2 separate regions of the Zea mays genome follow, and region 2 is linked to region 1. Evidence: chromatin contacts called from public Hi-C data. All regions are on one chromosome and are shown on one strand. The core of a region is the stretch at or near the end of the contact, and the rest is flanking DNA. Distances in the headings are between cores, read along the strand shown. Region 1 holds the start of LOC100276927 (CASP-like protein 15). Region 2 holds the start of LOC100277163.

The links. Hi-C and Micro-C count contacts between places; a contact is called where the count stands out from the background.
Region 2: a contact with region 1 is called in a Hi-C map of leaf, with 2.0 times the contacts expected there. The contact joins the promoter of LOC100277163 here to the promoter of LOC100276927 in region 1. A contact is called at or near these places in 3 of 25 Hi-C or Micro-C datasets (ear, leaf and tassel).

Annotation. Positions count from the first base shown.
Region 1 is chr5:40,360,547-40,363,855 of Zm-B73-REFERENCE-NAM-5.0, forward strand. It overlaps LOC100276927 (CASP-like protein 15), which reads right to left and starts at 1,909. Exons shown (of 3, transcript NM_001150620.1): 1 at 1,520-1,909. The coding sequence starts at 1,767. It also overlaps the pseudogene LOC103626262.
Region 2 is chr5:40,617,344-40,620,575 of Zm-B73-REFERENCE-NAM-5.0, forward strand. It overlaps LOC100277163, which reads left to right and starts at 1,922. Exons shown (of 3, transcript NM_001407176.1): 1 at 1,922-2,289. The coding sequence starts at 2,025.

The sequences.
Region 1 (3,309 bases), core at 659-3,158:
AGGCCACCCGTGTAGCTTAGGCCCTAACAGGGAATTAAATAATTGCATCATTAAAAACCATGAAGGGCAGGCCTGATGCAGTGGTGAGAGCTCTCACTGAGTCACCAGGTCACGGTTCGAAGAAACCTGAGCCTCTGGCACTGGATCATCCCTTTATTAAAAACCATATAACCGTTCTAAATAGATCAGAGTTAAACATGATAAAATTAGCTAAATAGCTATTTAAATCAGCATTAGAGCAACTTCAACAAATCACCGAAATCAACCTTAAAAGTGTTTTTAAGGTAAAAAGTCATCTCCGGACGTCTTCAACTCCAACAATTCCCCTTTCTCTTCCCAATTTTTTCACGGCCATGTATATGGAGCTCAACCTCCCCCAAATATTCGTGAACGAGCTGCCACCCCAATCTCCTACAGCGTGCTATTTCCTCCATCTTTGGCGCACTTTTTCCGTCTGGGATTCTTATGCCGGACGTTGGAGGATAATCGACGCCCAGGTCCTCCAGCTCCACAACTCCGATGGGGCACATGTGGCTACGACTGTTGTGGTGCAGTGGCCATGGCCACCTGTTGCTGATGCTTCTTGTTCTTATTCGGGGAGCGCTTGCATATGGAGTGGCGGCGCTTGCATATGGAGTGGCGGAGCTTGAGCACCAGGACAGGAGAGCCCGCAATAGGAGGCGGAGGACGAGGACTCAGAGGAGGCTACCTCCATGTCGTCGGAGAAGGAGTCAGACTCGGCAGCCATGTCGTGCATCAGCGCATTGAGCAGGAGCTGCATTGAGCAGGAGCTGCATGTTGTCCCCGCCAGTGTCCATGTCCGGCTGACGTGTCAAATGCTTAAACTATTGGGGAGTTAATTATTAGGGATCTACTGTGTGGAGATAAGATTTTGGCAAAATATTTTTTAGTGGAGCCCCCAATACATAGTTTTTAGGAATAAATTTTTAGGAGTTTTTAGGAATAAATTTTTAGGAGACTCTTGGAGTTGCTCTTAGTCAATAGGGGGATTACAACTACCACATTGGCACACCGCTAATCAAGATGGTAAGTATATAAGCTGAAGTGAGATTTAGCTATCCTTCAAAAATAATTATATTATAGAATACTTATTTTTTGCACACATAAATATGCATTCTCCAGTCATCCCACGTAAGCTCCACATAGACTTCACTCGACCACATCACGCCATCTTTTTCTCTCAAAAACGTATGAGAACTATGCCCCGTTATATATTAAGCAGAAGAACTATGCCCCGTTATATAAAAAGGGGTGGTCTTAAGAAGACCAATACAAGAGACGACTCGACTAATACAAGGAGAACCCTAAACCACATCACGCTATCGCCTAGCCCCTACACAAATAGCTTCAATATACCGCAAATACAACTGCTACTCTAAAAGTTCACGCGAAAGACTCCAGAATACTTCGATTTCTAATCCAGGCATACAAAGAACCCAAATAAGTCGGTTCAGATTTTAAAAAAGATGGTATCCACAAGAAAAGGTATTTGTTGGACCTGAAGGCAGAGACGGACGGGAAGTCGTTGGTGGACGCCATGACGGCGAGCGCAGCGGCTGCGAAGAAGGCCTGCGCAAGGCGTAGACCAAGCCCCGCAGGTGTCCCTGGTGCCCCAGGCGGATCCTTCATCCGCACCCCGCGCGGGTGCGCGGCACCCTCCACCTGGGCCTCCGGCCCCTCCGCCGCCGCGGCCGGCGGCGGAGGGGCCGCTTCCACAGGGTGCACCGCCGGCCGGCTAGCCCGCATCGCCTCCGATTCCACTGCACTCGATCAGCAGCAGCTCGCCGTCATCTGATCTCTTCGTGGCAGGGGTGGGATTGGGAATCGAGGGAGCCGGGGTTTGGGAGATTCGCTGTGGGATGGCCGGATGGGGCAGCGGGGATGGAATGAGGAAGAGAAGTCCGCAGTCCGCACGACCACACGGACATAGGACCGCTGTCTCCTCTCCCCTCTTCGAGCGTTTCCCACTTTCCCTTGAGCATGGGTTATTATTTACTACCAAAGCGCTCCTACTTTGCTACCTTTCCATTTATATTCGCCATAAAATATAAAACAGAAAAACATGTATATATTTTATTGTCTAGGTAAGTGTAATCATGGTTAGAATCCTTATTTCTATACTAGGTATGTGCCCGTGCGTTGCAACGGAAATACGCTGGGATGAGTATCGACATATATCTAATCGGATCTTATATTTCCTTGGGGTCTGGAGAAAGTGTGCTCGAAAGCCAAACATGTGAGCTGGTAGTCTGGCATGATACAATCATTAATTCTTTATCAAAACAAAATAATAAGACATTTGATTGCGTCATACTAGACAAAATCAGTTTTTATTAGTTGCAACGTCACCCAACAGAATGTACATGTATACAATACAGCTACGAGCGCGTGAAAGAAAGCTTACTTACTGCAGGAGATTGCCTTCAGCTGCATTGTAGATTCTAACAAGAGTTCCCTTGGTGCTAGCAGTCGCAATGAGCCTCCCATCCTGCGACAACGCAAAGCACGCGATGCGGGAAGTGTGTGCATTGATAAACTTGGTCTTCCTTGCCTTATAGTGTTCCACCCTAACCTGCCCCTTCTAGGCACCAGGGCAAACAAGCACAATGGACCCGGGCTGCTGTGACACGACGCAGAGGCCCTTGGGGTTGCTCAAAGTGTCGATCTGATGCAACAGCTTTAAGATCCGCGAAGTTGTAGACAAAGATTTTGTTCTCGAGCACCACGATGATGCGCTCGCGACGGAGACGAACGCCCCGGACGGGGGAGCGAAAGGAGAGATCCCCGAATGATCGCCCTAGATCATGACTTTGTTGGGAGGGTAATGGGGGTTATCTCCGCCGCCGACGAGCGCGAGTATGTTGCAGCGGAACAGCATCTCGACGACACCGATACCCCCTCCCCCGCCGCCGACTCCGCCCTCGACGGCGAGGTCCCGGCGGAAGATCTCTCGGAAGGGGTCGCAGTTGTAGATGCGGAAGCCCGACTTGGTGCCCGCTGCGAAGCAGCCGTAGTCCTGGTTGAAGGAGATGTGGAGGATGTCCTTGGCCGCGGGGGAGGGCGCCACGGGGGCGGGGCGGGGATGGGTGTGGGCGTGGAGGAGGGCGCCGACCAGACGGACGAGGAGTCATCGCTCTCGCTCTCCTCGCCGCCGGAGGGGTGGGGTCGATCGGGGTGGTGAGGGGCGTCGGCACCGTCTCCGGGACCAACTCTGGCACCTCTTCCTCCTGCTGCTGCTGTAGCAGCAGCGACGGCGGGTCGCCGTAGACTGGTTAGGGTTTGGTGGGG
Region 2 (3,232 bases), core at 672-3,171, 260 kb after region 1:
AAATTAGAAAAATTCATGCTAGAAAATCTTATACTATTTCTCATCATGCTTACATGTATACTAATGAGGCTTCTAGCTCTAGGCATTCAACTCATATCAAAATGCCTAAAAAGAAAATTGCAAATGCATCACATGAACATAACATTTCATTTAAGACTTTTGATGCATCTTTTGTGATAACTAACAAATCAGGCAAGGTAGTTGCCAAATATGTTGGAGGCAAACATAAGAGTCCCAAGACTTGTGTTTGGGTACCCAAGGTGCTTGTTTCTAATGTAAAAGGACCCAAGACCGTTTGGGTATCTAAGAACAAGGTCTAAATTTGTTTTTTAGGTTTATGCATCCAGCGAGACAAGTCAGATAATCGATAGCGGGTGCACAAACCACATGACACGGGAGAAAAGAATGTTCTCCTCATATGAGAAAAATGATGATCCCCAAAGAGCGATTACATTCGGGGATGGAAATAAAGGTTTGGTTAAAGCTTTGGGTAAAATTGTTATATCCCCTGACCATTCCATTTCTAATGTTTTTCTTGTAGATTCTTTAGATTACAACTTGCTTTCAATTTCTCAATTATGTAAAATGGGCTACAACTGTCTCTTTACTGATGTTGATGTTACTGTCTTTAGAAAAAGTGATGATTAAGTAGCTTTTAAGGGAGTGTTAGATTGTCGGCTATATTTAGTTGATTTTAATGATAACAATGTTGAACTAGATACTTGCTTAATTACTAAGACTAATATGGGCTGGCTCTGGCATCGTCGACTTGCTCATGTTGGGATGAAGAATCTTCACAAGCTTATAAAGGAAGAGCATATTTTATGAATAACAAATGTTCATTTTGAGAAAGACAGAATTTGTAGCGCATGTCAAACAGGGAAGCAAGCTGGAGTTCATCATCCATACAAGAATATCATGACGACCGACAGGATAACATATAATATACTTTAGATATGACTTTGATTTTTTTACAAATATTTTGAATAAGATAGACTGGTTAAATTGGATAAAAAAGTCAAATAAATTATAAATTGGAACCGAGGGAGTGGCAAGTTATAGTTTTATATAGGTTTATCTTTTTACTATATCTCAAGCATGCAATCTCTGCATGATTAATCTCGTCATAAAAAACATCACAATTGAACAAAAAACTATAGTTGTACATTAATTACAGAAAGTCATGAATCCAAAACTATAATAAAATTGTACTAAAACATATCATATTATATGTTCACTTTTCCTGCCTACTTCTTTATTCTCTGGCTACTTAACAAGTTATCCTTTCAGTATTCAGTAAGCTTTTCCATCCTCTTCATACTGATATTTCTATTGATTGCTTACTGGCCCGTAGCTTGCTATATTGGTGGCGGTCAATCTGCTATTAGATATGACACATGCCATTCGACAGGTAAGACGGAAAGATGGTAAGCCATTGGCTGGACAAGCTGCCCATTTCTTTCATCACCTTCTTGACAAAGATCTTAAGTGCTTTACATCACATTGCATTTGGTCAATATAAAAATGATGGATACATTGGGAGCAAAATTGGAAACCCTAGCTAGTATTTCTTTTTTAAGATTAATAAGGGTAGATGTATTCATTAGAGCTTAACAAAATTAATTTTTCTATTTTACATTTTCTATGATTTACTATGATCTTTCAAAAAATCAAAAAATAAATATAAAAAAGAATACACAATTTATGAAAACAATCAAGAAAGTCATGGTTTTAGTTTTAGACTATCTCCAACAATTTATCCATATTTATGTTCATATTTAAACTATATTATATAAACAGTATAAAACGGTGTAAAATAATGTTTTGAGGGACATATGAGGTCAATATACAATAAAATGAATTTTCGGACCCCAAATCACACCCACGACAAATATCCGGCAAAACCCGACTCCGCCGAGCCGACTTTAGTGTGCTCGCTGACACAATAGACTATTTTGATTTTTGAATAGTACCAATTACCAAACCAGCCCTGACTCCCTGAGGTTTGACGGAGGTTGGGTTGGATGGGTGGCCCTTCCTCTCCCCGTCGGGAGAACGACGGCGAGGGGAGTGGCGGGAGATCTCCGGCTCCGGCGACATGGAAGGAGCGCCCGAGGTCCTTCGACGAGAAGACCAGGACGGCGTGTTGGCGTAAGGCAGCGGTGCTGTCGGGACGGCACCCGGAACGCTGGCGGCAGGACGCCGTGGGCAACGTGGTCTGCCGCCGTTTCTGGGGCTGCCACGGATGCCTCTGCTACGAGTACGACCACATCGTCCCTTTCTCCAAAGGTCTGCCCCCTTCCCCCCCAGCTCTGCTCGGTTGACAGGACAGTCCTCCAGGGTTTACTATCCAAAGGTCTGCGCCCGAGCTCTCTAGTTGCAACAGGGATGACGAAACCCTTAGCTAGACTGCTGGAGGCTCAGTTTCTTGTGCAGTAGCTAAAAAAGCGAGATGGCGAGCGTGATAGCATTTGGGCAGGAGATGCTCTAATGCCTCAACAGGAAGGAAATGACTTGACTTCCACTTTCTCTGAACCAATGCCGATAGTATCTTTATTCTTGGACCCTGTAAGACAAAGATGTTGAATAATTAGATAAAGTCCAGATTAAATTTCGAATATATATCATGACCAAATCAGAAGAACTGAAGTAAAAAGTCAAATCAGATAATGCGTACTGATCAGACATACTAGTTAACGGCGTGGGCCGGAATCAGCAGGGTCGACGAAGTCGAAGCAGCGAAATCAGCAGGGTCGACGAGGTCAGAAGATCACGAGCAGTCGCGTGAGGACGCTTCCCAAAAACCTTATTCGCCCTCTCCCGGTGCAGGATCTCGAGGGCGAAGGGTTCTGGAGACATGCTCTCCTGATCGCAGATGCACGTCTGCGGTCGGGATGAAGAGAACTGAAGGCGGCTCAGCTGTGAAGAGAGGCGAAAGCGAAAACTGGGATGATTTGGATGCTGGCTGCCAGGCGCCTTTTATAGGGCCGAGTCCGCGAACAGATTACTATCTTCGATCCTATCCGCCCGCGAAAATCTCGCGTTCAGTTTAGATTTTATAGCGATCAGTTAGGATTCTCAACTTAATAGCCAAGCAACCAAAAATTCAAACGGCAAAAGGAAGGCGCGCCCCGCAAGGCGAGGGGCCGGATTTCGGCGGACCATTCACGCGCATGTCGTGCGCCCACGCCCTTCGCCCCGCCCCGCCCAGGCGAGGCGAGGCGAGCGAGCG